Regions from separate parts of the Mus musculus genome. Here region 2 is linked to region 1. Evidence: chromatin contacts called from public promoter capture Hi-C data. All regions are on one chromosome and are shown on one strand. The core of a region is the stretch at or near the end of the contact, and the rest is flanking DNA. Distances in the headings are between cores, read along the strand shown. Region 1 holds the start of Fez2 (fasciculation and elongation protein zeta 2 (zygin II)). Region 2 holds the start of Heatr5b (HEAT repeat containing 5B).

What was found. Promoter capture Hi-C pulls out the DNA fragments that hold promoters and counts their contacts.
Region 2: a contact with region 1 is called in a promoter capture Hi-C map of pre-B cells, with 5 times the contacts expected there. The contact joins the promoter of Heatr5b here to the promoter of Fez2 in region 1. A contact is called at or near these places in 3 of 39 promoter capture datasets (erythroid cells, liver and pre-B cells), 2 of 484 Hi-C or Micro-C datasets (CD4 T cells and regulatory T cells) and 2 of 115 datasets of contacts at active chromatin or transcription factors (embryonic stem cells and pancreatic cancer cells).

The regions. Positions count from the first base shown.
Region 1 is chr17:78,414,511-78,420,896 of GRCm38.p6, reverse strand. Fez2 (fasciculation and elongation protein zeta 2 (zygin II)) reads left to right here and starts at 2,745. Exons shown (of 8, transcript NM_199448.3): 1 at 2,745-3,064. The coding sequence starts at 2,814.
Region 2 is chr17:78,831,865-78,838,250 of GRCm38.p6, reverse strand. Heatr5b (HEAT repeat containing 5B) reads left to right here and starts at 2,870. Exons shown (of 36, transcript NM_001081179.1): 1 at 2,870-2,945; 2 at 4,008-4,155. The coding sequence starts at 4,030. It overlaps Gpatch11 (G patch domain containing 11), which reads right to left and starts at 2,735. Exons shown (of 10, transcript NM_181649.6): 1 at 2,573-2,735; 2 at 1,331-1,457; 3 at 349-420. The coding sequence starts at 407.

The DNA.
Region 1 (6,386 bases), core at 1,496-3,995:
ATCAGGGTAATTATCATTTCCAACCCCTTAAAAATAATGGTTTCTTTGTGTGTGGTCTGCTCAAAAGTCTTTTTAAAACAGGAAATCAAATCAAAAGAAGTCACCTTTTCCTTTTTGACAAGCAAACACATTTTTTTTCTCCTTAAATTCATGGGTCAATATAGATTTCTGTTCTTTCTGTTTTTATTTTTCTTCTCTGTTGGTTGTTGTTGTTGATTTGTGTGTCTCTGTCTTTTCATACTTACTAAATAAACTTCAGTGTATTTCTCCTCCACACCCACTGGTGTCCCCTCTGATGCCCTGTCTCCAGACCTCCCCTTTGTTCAACTAACTCAAGTATTTCGTAACTACTAAAAGAACCTCTTTCTGAGTTTTTCACTAGAAAATTTCCTTTATAGACCTTATCTGTTGCTTAATGAGCTTTTAGCATTTGCCAAGCATGATACTTTGACAAGTAGACTACACACACACACACACACACACACACACACACACATATATGTTCCCCGGTTCCATTGCTCCTCTGTTTTCCATCAGAAGGGAGCAGGCTTCCCAGGGATATCAACTGAAGATGCAAGAAGAGGCACAAACCTTCACATCAAGGCTGGATGAGGCATCCTAGTAGGAGGACAAGCATCTTAAGAGGAGGTAAAGGAGTCAGAGACACCACACCCCATTCCCACTGATGGGAGTCCTCCAAGAACCCCAGGCTACACAAGCACAGCCCATAAGCATGACCTAGCCCATAAGCATGACCTAACCTATAAGCATGACCTAGCCCATAAGCATGACCTAACCCATAAGCATGACCTAGCCCATAAGCATGACCTAGCACAGCTGCACACAGGCTCCATGCTTCAGGCTCGGTGAACACTCAGTATTTTCTTTCTTCGGTTCTGTATTTTCAGATTAATTATATGTTTAGGTGATTTACATGTTACATGATATACTTTTCCATTTTTTGATATGTAGGAATTTGACTGCACTGCACTGTACGGCTGAGATGTTGCCATTGTCAGCATTTGTGTGACACATTATTTAACGCATCCTAAAGCTGGTTTTCCATCTTCTCTAGTTTTGAATATAAGTGCTTGAAATTGTTTTTCTCAGATAACTTTTCTTTCTTTCAAAATTTAGTTTAAGTTAAAACTTTACAAAAATCTTTTCCCTCTCAGCTCCCCCGGCCCCTAAATTCATGGCCTAATTTTCTTTAACTACCACTGGCACATGTACAAACTAACCTTTCTTAATCTATCAAGTGAGGAAACTCCTTCACACATGATCATTTTCATAAAGGTCTCTAGGAGCTGGTAGGAAGTAAAATAGGTATAAAGTAGATAAGTTTGAGTGAAGCCAACGTACAAAATTAGGCTCTATGGAGTGATAAAGGAGGCCGGCTTCCTCCTCAGGGGGCCCCTGGTGATGGACTGTGTAAACCCGAAGCTGGTGCTTTGGTTCAAGCTAGAAGTTAGCTGAAGGGAGCAGCCTGTCAGGAAGGAGAAGAAGTGCTGACAGGACATACTGAGTGAAGGGGCGAGGGAACAGAAACTTGAAACTGGGTAGTTTCTAAGAAAGGCTGAGTCAAAGAGTCTAGAGAAAGGCTGGGTGGAAGAGCATGGTACCACAACATGGCAGAAATGGGTCTCCTGTTGAATGTCTTCTTACATTCTACCACTTAACACTTCCTTTTACCCAAGGAGGGGCAGGTATTGTTTGCAAGGAAATTCATTGGGCATTTTGTATTTAATTATATATAAAACGAGCTCACTGGATTGAGTTGCCCAATAAATTTTTATACAATTCCTGAGTAGACACTATATATGTATATATATATATATATACATATATATTCCCTTTTAAAATGTACTTTTCTCTCATACAATCCCTTTGACTGCAGTTCCCCCTCCCTCAACTCCTCCCAGTTACCCCCTTCCCCCTCTTCCCCAGCTGCATTGCTCCTCTGTTTTATAACATTTTATAATATATTATTGAAAGATGTTTCACCCACCTGAATGACACATTTGAAGGAATAATGATTCTGTCTATTATTGGGCATTTACTGCATCTGCCTACTTTCCTTGATTTTTGTTGTAGTTAAATGCATGTGATAAAACTATAATCCTAGCCATCTTCAGGGTACAGTGTATATGGCATACAACAATCACTGCTCTTTACCTTCATGGATAATTTTATTTTGCAAATAAACAAACAAATAAGAAGCTAGGTCTATGAAAAGAAAGCTTTCCATACCTCAGCCATGCTTTTACAAGATTTAATTTTCATTAAATTTTAAAGGTCGGGCTACAGTAATGAAGAAGTGACCATGCATAGCAAGCAGGTGAGTATTTATTGTTGAGGCATTTTCTAAGTACTTTGAGCATATTCACTCACATAATTATTAGCAAGCATGCGTTTTGCACATGGGAGAGATGTATTTGTGGAATGGATTTTGGTACCAAGCAAACATTTCCCAGTAAATCTTGTCAATCTAGATGGAGTGTTAGAAATGTTCCTATGGGGCAAAAATCTGACAGTAAGTAGGTTTAAAGAAGTCTTCCTTTTAGCCACTTTTAGACAGGGACACTGAGGGAAGTTGTTTCTAAATGCTCAAGAACATCGGAAGTGACTCAACTCGGTTAAGGTCTTCCAGAAGACTCAGGAAGGGAAGACTTTAAAGTCAGCTTGGGTCTCCGCTCAACCAAGAGCTGGAGGACAAGGGGCGTGGCCTCAAGTGGGCGGGCACCGTTGGGGCGTGGCCTGGAAGCGACAGGGCGTGGCTGTCTGACCGGGGCGGGGCGCCGGCAGCGGGCGCGATGGCGGCTGACGGGGACTGGCAGGATTTCTATGAGTTCCAGGAGCCGGCCGGGAGTGTCCAGGAACAGGAGAACTGTAACGCGAGCCCGGAGGCTGGCGCGGGGGCACACGCGGGCGGCGACAGCTTCCCGGCGCTGGCTTCCAGCCTGGAGGAGAAGCTGAGCCTGTGCTTCCGCCCCACGTCGGAGGCCGAGCCCCCACGGGCGGCCGTGCGGCCCATCACGGAGTGCAGCCTCCTGCAAGGGGACGAGTGAGTGCGGGCCCCGGAGCGGGCGGGCGGGCGGGAGCGGCCCCAACCTCGCCCTGCCCCCGCCGCAGCCGGGAGTCCCCACAGGCCCCGCCCCGCGCCCTCCTTCTTCCTCGGTCGCTCTGAGCCCCGCCCCGGGGCTGCCGGCCTGGCCCTGGAGTTTAAATGCCCGCTGTTGCCCTGCCTTCCTTCCCCTTGAACCCTCCTGCAGACCCCTGTGTGCTTCCTTGTGGAGACCCTGCCTCCTGGGGCACGTGTGGCTCAGTTCATTCATTCAACTCGCTTTTCTTAAAGCCCCTGTCATGGGGCCTGGCACTGGGGATGCCGAAGTGGGCATTGCTCCTCTCAAGTAGGACACAAAGTGGGATGGGACATAGGTTGGTTAAGCACATGTTTTCCGAGTGTAATGAGTACTTTGATAGGTATTTGTACCGGATACGGGAGATTTCAAAGGGGATGTCCGAATGAAGACTTTATAGCCGCTAACTGAATCCTTGATGGAGATCTGGGAGTTAGGCAGAGTGCAGAGGTGTGAGTTACCATTGAAGTTATAGAAGTCTCTTGGGCCCACAAGAACAAACTGTCACAGAGGCAAAAAGTAAATGGTAGCCCTTACTAATGATATCTAATAGTGTATCCAGAAGACCAGTGCACAGCAGCAATGGCTCCCGTTTTCTCTGTGATTAGCTTCAGTGTGATGACATTCACAGGGGTTGATGAAAGCGCTTTATTCAGACACTTTTAAACCCAATTATTGTTTGTTTACACGAGAGTTGTAATTATGTACCGCATCTTTTCGTGAAAATCTAGCCAAAAGAATGGTGCGAGCCAGTGAGCTCGAGTGTTTTGTTTGCAGGGTGAGTGGAGACCCTAAGAGTACTGGCCCTCTTGGAAGGTGATGGGTAGGACCCGTTTCCAGAACATTGGGAACACAATGGTGGCCGGAGACACTACATGTTAGTGAGGAGAATTGAAACAACAGCATTTTTTATTACATCTTAATAATTTTGTGTGAGTACTTGTGTGATTGTGGACGGGTAAAGCAAGCCTGTCAGACGCATCCTTGGAGTCAGACCACTTGTACAGTCAGCTTCTCTCTCTCTCTCTCTCTCTCTCTCTCTCTCTTTTTTTTTTTTTTTTTTTTTTACAGATCCCAGGTCTCCGGGGTCATTGGTCTTGCTTGATGCCCGGTATCTTTAGGCACCAAAACCATGGGAGGAATTCTTGAACTATGATAAGATTCATGGCATTAAAGAGTTTTAATTTCTCAAGGAATTAGGAAATTTACCAAGAGAGAGCAGAGAGAGAGGACCTATGCTAACATGGGTGACTAGCCATGTTCTCCTCAAGGGCAGTGGAGGTATAAGTGTATGGTGGGAGTTTAAATGCAGAGATAAGCATGCGGTGCACAGCAAAAGGTGACTTTTGTAGATTTTCCCCAAAGAGCAGATGGCTTCCTCTATGTAGATTTATAGACTTGAATTATTGAGACTTACTGCACATTCAGGATTTTTAAATTTATATTTATGAGTACTTTACTTAAAACAGATGAGTGAGTGTAGCTTGTACCAGGATTCTTAGAGAAGACCTATTTTGGGTTCAGCTGGACTTTCTGGAAAGTTTATTTTAGCCTGTGCTTCAGAGTTAGGTGGCTGTAAAATCTAAACTATTTTGTTGCTTTTCCTGTTTTGTGTCTTGCAGCCCATGCTGGCCTTGAACTTGCTTTGCAGTTCAGGCTGACCTTGAACTCCTGGTCTTCCTGCTGCCCTTCTTGTGCTAAAATTATATGCATAAGCTGCTAAGCCTGGTTTTATTTTATTACCCTTTTCCCTCCATTTGGAGTCTCATGTAGCTCAGGCTAGCCTCAAACTCATTTTGTAGTGAGGATGACCTTGAACCTCCATCTTTCTGCCTTGGTCTCTTGCGTGGTGAGATTAAAGGTGTACACTAACACACCCAGTTTTCTGTGGTGTTGGGACTTAACCCCAGGGCACATGCATGCTAGGCAAGTATTCTAGCCTTTCCCCTTCGTTTGTAGCCCAAGTTGCCCTTGACAGTGGTTTTTAGTAGGTGGTGTGTTGGGGAGAGTGCATGTCTCCTGAATTGGGAATGTGTAAACGATCTTTTCAGAGAGCTAGGGCTCACTTCTTCTGTGTCCTCTCTCTTGTATACATTTGCTTTGTGGGGTCAACTGTAACCTGTTTCAGTGGTTAGAGAACCCCTTTGCCCATTTGCTGCCATGACTTGGGTCTTTTACTTGACTCCCTTGAGTTTTGGTTTCAGTTTCTGTCCGTATGGATTGTACTTATCTGCTCTAGGAGAGCCACTGTCCCTGGGACTTTGACTCCATAGGGAGCTCTCTTAGCAGCTATTTATGACAGGTTGTAATATCTTATGATAAAGATGACGGCAGAGAGAGGCTTGCTTGTTGTTCTCTTTTTTTTCTTGGACTCTGGAACCCACAGCTACTCCTTCTGGGAGAGCTACTCCACTGTCTTTATCTTCTGGCCTCTTTTAAGAAGGATGTGACCAACAGATAAAACCCTTTCAAACCTGGGACTCCTCACCTATTAGAATATTCTGTGACCTTGGCCAGTGTTAGGTATGTAGTCAATGTCAGGTTTCCAACCTGGGACAAAAGGCTGAGGTGACCATTAAGATACCAAAGTAGACACTGGCTGCCAGGCTTTCCCTGTGTCCCTCAGTCCATTATAGAACCCTCATGGCTGGCATACCCTGCCCCTAACCCTGAACTCTCCAGCCCAGGAGATGAGGCTGCTCTTCCCTGTATAACCCAACCATTTTGGTTACCTGCTCTCTTTGGACCTTTGGGCCATCTGGCTGCTGCAGCTGGTCCTCTGTCTCTCCGCCGGCCCCCCCCCCCCCCCATGACATGGCCCAGCTCAGGGTCATGATGTCTCTGTAGTCTCCCCGATGTCTCTGCCTCTGCCCCTGCCTATGCTCTCCCACATATCTACAGTGACCCCACTCTACCACACCTAGGAGCACTCATGGTCCTTTCCCTTCTTATTTCTTCTTGTCATTCATTTACATGTTAGTATTTGAAAAGTTGGGGCCCATGATGGCCAAACTCAGCAAGTAGACAGACAACCTTGTCTCCAACTCTAGTTCCTTGACACTAGACGATAGCAGGTTTTGCCAACAGGGAGGCAATCTGAGTCCTGCCCAGGGGAGATCTGTAGAGGGATAGACCCCGCTTTGTGTGGCTGATCTGGGTTTGGAAGCTACACATCCCTTGGGATGTTATACTTCTGGCAGCTTCTATTCTTAAGCACAGGATCTGTTTATTGAATCAAGTATGTTG
Region 2 (6,386 bases), core at 1,621-4,120, 420 kb before region 1:
ACTAAAGTTTAAAAATTAAAATATATATTAAAAAATATCCTGTGCTAGGGCAGTAGTCCCGTTGTCAGGGTACTTGTCTAGCATGCATAAAGCCCTGAGTGTGATCCCCAAAACTGCAAAACCCAGACATTGTGGCACATAGCCTTTGCTGTAGTCTCAGCCCTTAGGAGGTAGAGGCAGGAGGATGAGCTGCCCAGTGAGCTGGAGAACTGCCTAAGCTCCATGTACCCCTAGCTTTAAACAAACAGACATGACCACCACCTCTACCCAACCAATGTCCTTATTTCATTCTATTTGTGTCTTTTGGATATCCAGACACCATCAAATTAGATATACCCATTTACTCACTGAACATTAATGAAGGAATCCGACATATAGTCCTCCTCTTCTGTCATGCTCTCCTTCATCTGACAACACTACCTGCAAATCAAGTAGGACCAAGGGTGAGAGCGATCATCCTCGTCATAATTTTAGTTTATCAATACAGAAATCGACCATGGAGAGTGGCAATGCTTCACTATGCTCCCTTGTATGCAAAGATGGAGAATCTTAGCACCCTATGTCTTAGCAACAGAGAGGCTGCCAACCCAACAAAGGCCAACTGGGAATGGTGTGGGTTTTAGAAACCTCAAAGGTTTCTAAACTGACACACCTCCTCCAACAATGCTTTCCAAAAAGTACTATGAGCCAACTGTAAGCCATTCTAATCAAAGTCACCAGACCACCAGAGACAAATACTCTTGTTTTATCCTTTTTTTTTTTTTTTCTCTCTCCCTGAGATCAGGTCACCCGCCACCTCAGGCTGGCATGGAACTCACCATGTAGTCCACGCTAGCCTTGAACCTGTGATTCTCCAGTTATGAGACAAACCCTCATATAATCGTGTAGTATTCTCCAAGATGACCTGCTCCTAGTCAATTTTGTTGAGCAGTTTGTGTAATAGTTTTTAATAGGATATATTAGAGTGACTTTGTTTTTGGCTTTTCTGGAGGCAGGGTTTCTCTATGTAGTCTCAGCTATCCTGGAGCTCACTTTGTAGATCAGGCTGACCTTGAACTCATAGAGATCCACCTGCCTCTGCCTCTTGAGTGCCACCTGCGCCTGGCTTAGGGTGACTTTTTGGTCACACTATACAGTGCACTCTACAGTTGGTAGTATGAATGAATTGAGTGAAGTCAGTGGTCATATATGAGAACACTCAAGAAGCTCTGTAGAGATGGCCACGTGGGAGGATCCGAGGCACAAATGAGTGAGCCAACTAAGTGCGCCTCTTAGAAGATTAGTCAAGCCCGAGATGAATCAGACTGACCTGCAGTCTCCTAGTACTCACCTAGCTTAGGAGCAGCCCAGTAGATAAGAAGTATTAGTTCCACTTTCCAGCAGGGAAAACTGAGGCTCAATGTGGCTAAATAATTGGTTCACAACCACAAAGAATACAAGTCTTGGTGATCTTGTTCCTGAAACGGAACGAGGTTGTAATTGCTGAGATGGGTGTTGAATCCAGGGCCTCATACAAGCAAGGAATGTGCTTTATAACTGAGCTAAATCTCTAATTCAAACTAGATTATTTTTAAGGGAAGCATTTAACTCCACAGACATGGTGGCCCTCTGGTGTGATTTCAGCACCCAGCAGTTCGAGGACAGTATGATCTACCTGTGTAAAAATACACACACACACACTTACAAAAGTACAAGGGATTACATGTTACTTTTAAAGCTCTGCCTTTTATAGTTATTCCATCTTTTACATATAATTTTCACATAAAATCACACTGAAACTTCACAGCTGGGGGCACTGTAGATTCATTAAATGATACGGTTTGAGGAAGTTAATTACCAATAGTGAGGACATTATGTTAGGAAGTGGAATAAGGGGGCTGGAGAGATGGCTCAGAGGTTAAAAGAACTGTCTGCTCTTCTAGAGGTCCTGAGTTCAATTACATGGTGGCTTTATAACTATTTATAATGAAATCTGGTGCCCTCTTTGGGCCTGTAGGCATACATGCAGGCAGAACGCTATATAATAAATAAATCTTAAAAAAAAAAAAAAGGAAGGAAGAAGGAAAGAAAGAAAAAGAGAGAGAGAGAAAAGAATAAGGAATTGGGTCTTAAAATGTGAAGGTTCCCCTCCTATGAGGACAACATACACTAGCATTATCCACTTCCTTCAAATATAAGAATAAACTCCACAAGTCGATAGATAACCCAGGTAGGGATGCTGGTGGCCTGACCCCTCACTTAAGAGTCACAACAGCGAAGTGGTCAGGATTCTGGGTCTGAGGGGGTAAATCACGCAGCATCTGTTGATGGTTGGAGGTGGTGTGTGTCAAAGAGCCAGAGCAAGTTTAGGTGAAGCGCTTTGCCTGTTCCGAAATAATGGAGCAACCACTTTCTCAACAGGACGATTATAGGTGCTGCTAGCGTATTTCAGTATTGAGCACCGAGTTTGAAGCAGAGCTACAGAACACACAGAGCTGGGCTAACTCTCCTGTGGGTGCCTCGGGCATCGCAGGCTCTTTCTTCCCTCCCGCTCTCCTCCCTCCTGCACCCTCCCACCAAAACGACCACTTACGGATGGGGCGTAGCTGACGCTGTGATAGGCAGTCACAGCCAACTTGCACCGACCTCTGTCATTCTCCTGAGCGCCCGCACACCCTGAAGCCGGAGCTTTACTGCCCGGAACCAGCTCCGCGGAGGTCGCGCTGCGCATGCGCCGTGCAATTGGCGCAGGACCCACAAACATCCCACTCGTCCCCGACAGCCGATTCGCTTCGAAACTTGGGGTGGGCGGGGCTAAGAGGACGTGGGGGCGGGCCGGTCCGCAGGACCTGTGTCTCGCGCATGCGTCGTCTCCCGGCTTCCTGAGGGCCGGAGTTTGGGAGGCGGGGCATCCGGGTCCCTCGGCAGAGCGGAGCTTGGCTGCTCGGCTCGGACTAGACCAGGAGGTGAGGCGGTCTCGCGCGCTGTCAGAGCCTGCAGGCTGTGACATCCCTGGGTCCCAGGACATTTTCCGAGGGCTGAGGAGGGAATTCGAGTTTTGAGGCCGGGGATCCTCAGCCTCGGGGTTGACAGCTCGAGGACTCCTACGACGGGAGGCTGACATCCCAGGGCGGCCCGGGGACCCCGGTTTGCGTTTCCAGCAGACTCTCAGTTGTCGGGGTCTTCGGAGCGGCCCGGTGCATCCAGACCCGGAGCACTGCATTCCCGGGGCGAGGGGTTGTCCCGGGCGCCCCTGCCGCAGTGTCCCCGTGGGGCCCGCCTCCGCCGATCAGAACCCTACGGTCACTCTTCTGGGTCCCGGTGGCGAGGGACGGGTGGCGGAGAAAGCTCCCCAGACGCCTGAGCTCGGTGCTTCGGGGTTCTCAGGGTAGAATGAGTTAATAGCCTGTGTTCTAACAGGGAAACAACCGCCCCGGAATAGTGCCTTTTTTGCAGTATTTACATTTTCCTTTCATTCCATTCTTATCGCCAGTTTTTTCTTTCTTTCTTTCTTTCTTTCTTTCTTTCTTTCTTTCTTTCTTTCTTTCTTTCTTTCTTTCTTTCTTTCTTTCTTTCTTTCTTTCTTTCTTTCTTTCTTTCTTTTAAATCATTGTCCTTTCAAAGTTAGTTCTCTAATGAGAAATGAAACCACGCTTTCTTTCCCTAGCTTAGTGGTTGCATTTATGAAACTTGACATTTAATATTTAAGAAATCCTTACATGTAAGGGCTGGAGAAAGGAATCCGTGATTAAGAATACTTGTTGCTTTTGACAAGGACCTGGGTTTGATTTCCAGCGCCCACAAGATGACTCACAACCATCTGTAACTCCAGTTCTAGGGGGAGCCAACACCCTGTATATATATATATGTGTGTGTGTGTGTGTGTGTGTGTGTGTGTGTGTGTGTGTGTATGTATGTATGTATGTATGTGTATACATACATTTGGGCAAAACACTCCTACACATAAATTAAAAATTCCTTAGAATATATTTTACTCTTTTTTTAAAAAACGAATCTGTTCATTTAAGGTGTGAATTAAGAACATCAATAATGGAGCTAGCTCACAGTTTATTGCTAAATGAGGAAGCTTTGGCTCAGATCACGGAGGCAAAGAGACCCGTGTTCATCTTTGAATGGTTGAGATTTCTTGATAAAGTCCTAGTTGCTGCCAACAAGGTAAGCATTGCCCACCTCACCATAGGTTGATATAAAGAAAATTGAAGGCATTGTGTTTTGAAAATGTTATGAGTCTTTCATCTAAGGAATTGGAGGATGTTATACTATGGGAATTTCTACCTTATCCTTCTCTTAGTCAGCAATAAAACCCAAACCTTGTCTACGTCCTGCTTGTTGCATGCTTCATATCTGTCTAGGCAGCGCAGTGTGACTGGATTAAAACATCACTTATAATCATCAGTGCCTGAAAGGTCTCTGTGATAAGAGATTTTTTTTCTTTGCCTTTTACTTCCTACACAGCCTCTTTAATCCAAGCTTGTTTTGTACATGTTTTCTTTATTTTGTTAGTAGTAGATGCTTTCCTCAAGTGAGAAGATGTAAGAGTGAATCCTAAAAGGTTTTCTGGAAACGGTGAATTTTACAAACTGAATGTCACAATGAGCTAGTCCTGACCTTCATCCTAGTATGCTTCTCTAGGCCAATTGTTCCCTAGAAGATGTCTTCTTACTCTGTTGTCTGAGGTGAATGTGGGGAATTGTGTGGGAATCAGGATAGGGAGCCTCAAGACTTTTACATTCATTATGTAAACATTCACTTAATTCCTATTTCAGTACAGTGACCTCAGCCCACAGTTGTGCCTGATCCTTCTTGTTCAAAGATGTCCTGTCTCTCCCCCCCCCCCCCAGAAAGCAAGCCTTTAGCTTTCTTCTAGAATGAAGGAAAGGAGGGTAGAAGATTTTGTTCGTTTCTTGGCTTTGATTTTACTTTGATCGTTTTATTAGTTATTCCTGGCTGGCCTGCCGCTCACTGTGTATCCCAGACTGGCTTCAAACATCCAGCCGTCCTGCATTAGCTGCCTGAGTGCCGAAATGCTGGGCATGACAGGTGTACTCCAGTCTAGCCTCGGGCAGTCAACTAGGAAGTCCTTCTGTTTCTAGGTGCAGATTGATTCTTGACTGAAAGACTGGGAATCCATTTTAGGTTTCCCCCTTGGCTTTCAGGTTTCGTCCAGGTTCTTTTCCTGTTGTTGTGGCCGTTGTACACTCGTGCTATGTGCTGTTGTTGCTGCTGCCTGTTAAAATCATGTTAATTGCTAGAAAGACAGTAATAGAAAGACACGGATACCCTGGTAACCTTTAACTAGATTTTTTTTTGTCTCTTAAATCTTCTGTAATTAGGCATTTGTTATTTCCCTTCCAAAGGAAAGTTCACAGTCATTCCCAGCTATGTGATGAATTCAAGGCTAGTGTGAGATCCATTCATATCCTCTCTCCCTCTCTCTCTCTCTCTCCCCCTTTCCTCTTCTCCCTCTTTCTCCCTCCACCCTCCTTTCCTTTCCACACATATGCAAACATCTCTGAGTTAATGCATTTAAACCAATTTATTGATTTCAAATCTATCCTTTGCCAACCCCCTAAAGTCATTCCCTTCCCTTATATCATGTTGATTAGCAACTGTCAAGAGAGTTACCCACAAGCATATCTAGAATTCATTTACTTCCCATCATCTGCCTCTTCAGTGTCTCTCATCTGGGTTATTGTAATAGTTTTCTAATTGCTCACCATAGCATATATATATATATACATATATATATATATGTATGTGTATGTATATATGTACATATATAGCATCCATAGTTTGAATGGTCAAAATGAATTGGGCAGAATATTTAGAATACAACCCTTCTCTGCTTGTCACTCGGCATACATTTCATGTTCTTCAGTGTATCTGTACCATCGTCTGTTTTCTTATGACTTCATCTTTGACTATTTCTCTCTTACTCCATCCAGCTCACCTAACCTCGCTGTCCTCAGATGTGTGACTCTTACTTCATCTGCAAAGCCTTTGCACATCTTGTTCCGGCTCCTGGGATGTTCTTTTAGCTACCATTTCACCTTAGAGAGAGATGTTTTCTCATACCGCTCACGTACTTATATTCTGCCCCCCACCCAGAATGTAAATGTCATGAGGATAAGGACTTTGTCTGTTTTGTGCACTGTTGATCCCAAAGCCTTAGGTACATGGCATGTAGGAACTGCATGGTATTTCTTAAGTAAATGGGTGATATTGACTAGATATTGACTATGCATAAATCTTGGAATTATGTTCTGTTGCTTATATCTCTTCAAATTTTCTCTGGTTTCTTTTGCTAACCCATAACTCTATGGACAAGTGCATCTGCTTTGATAGGGGAAATCTTAGAAATCAGTCATCTATATGTCTACTATGTG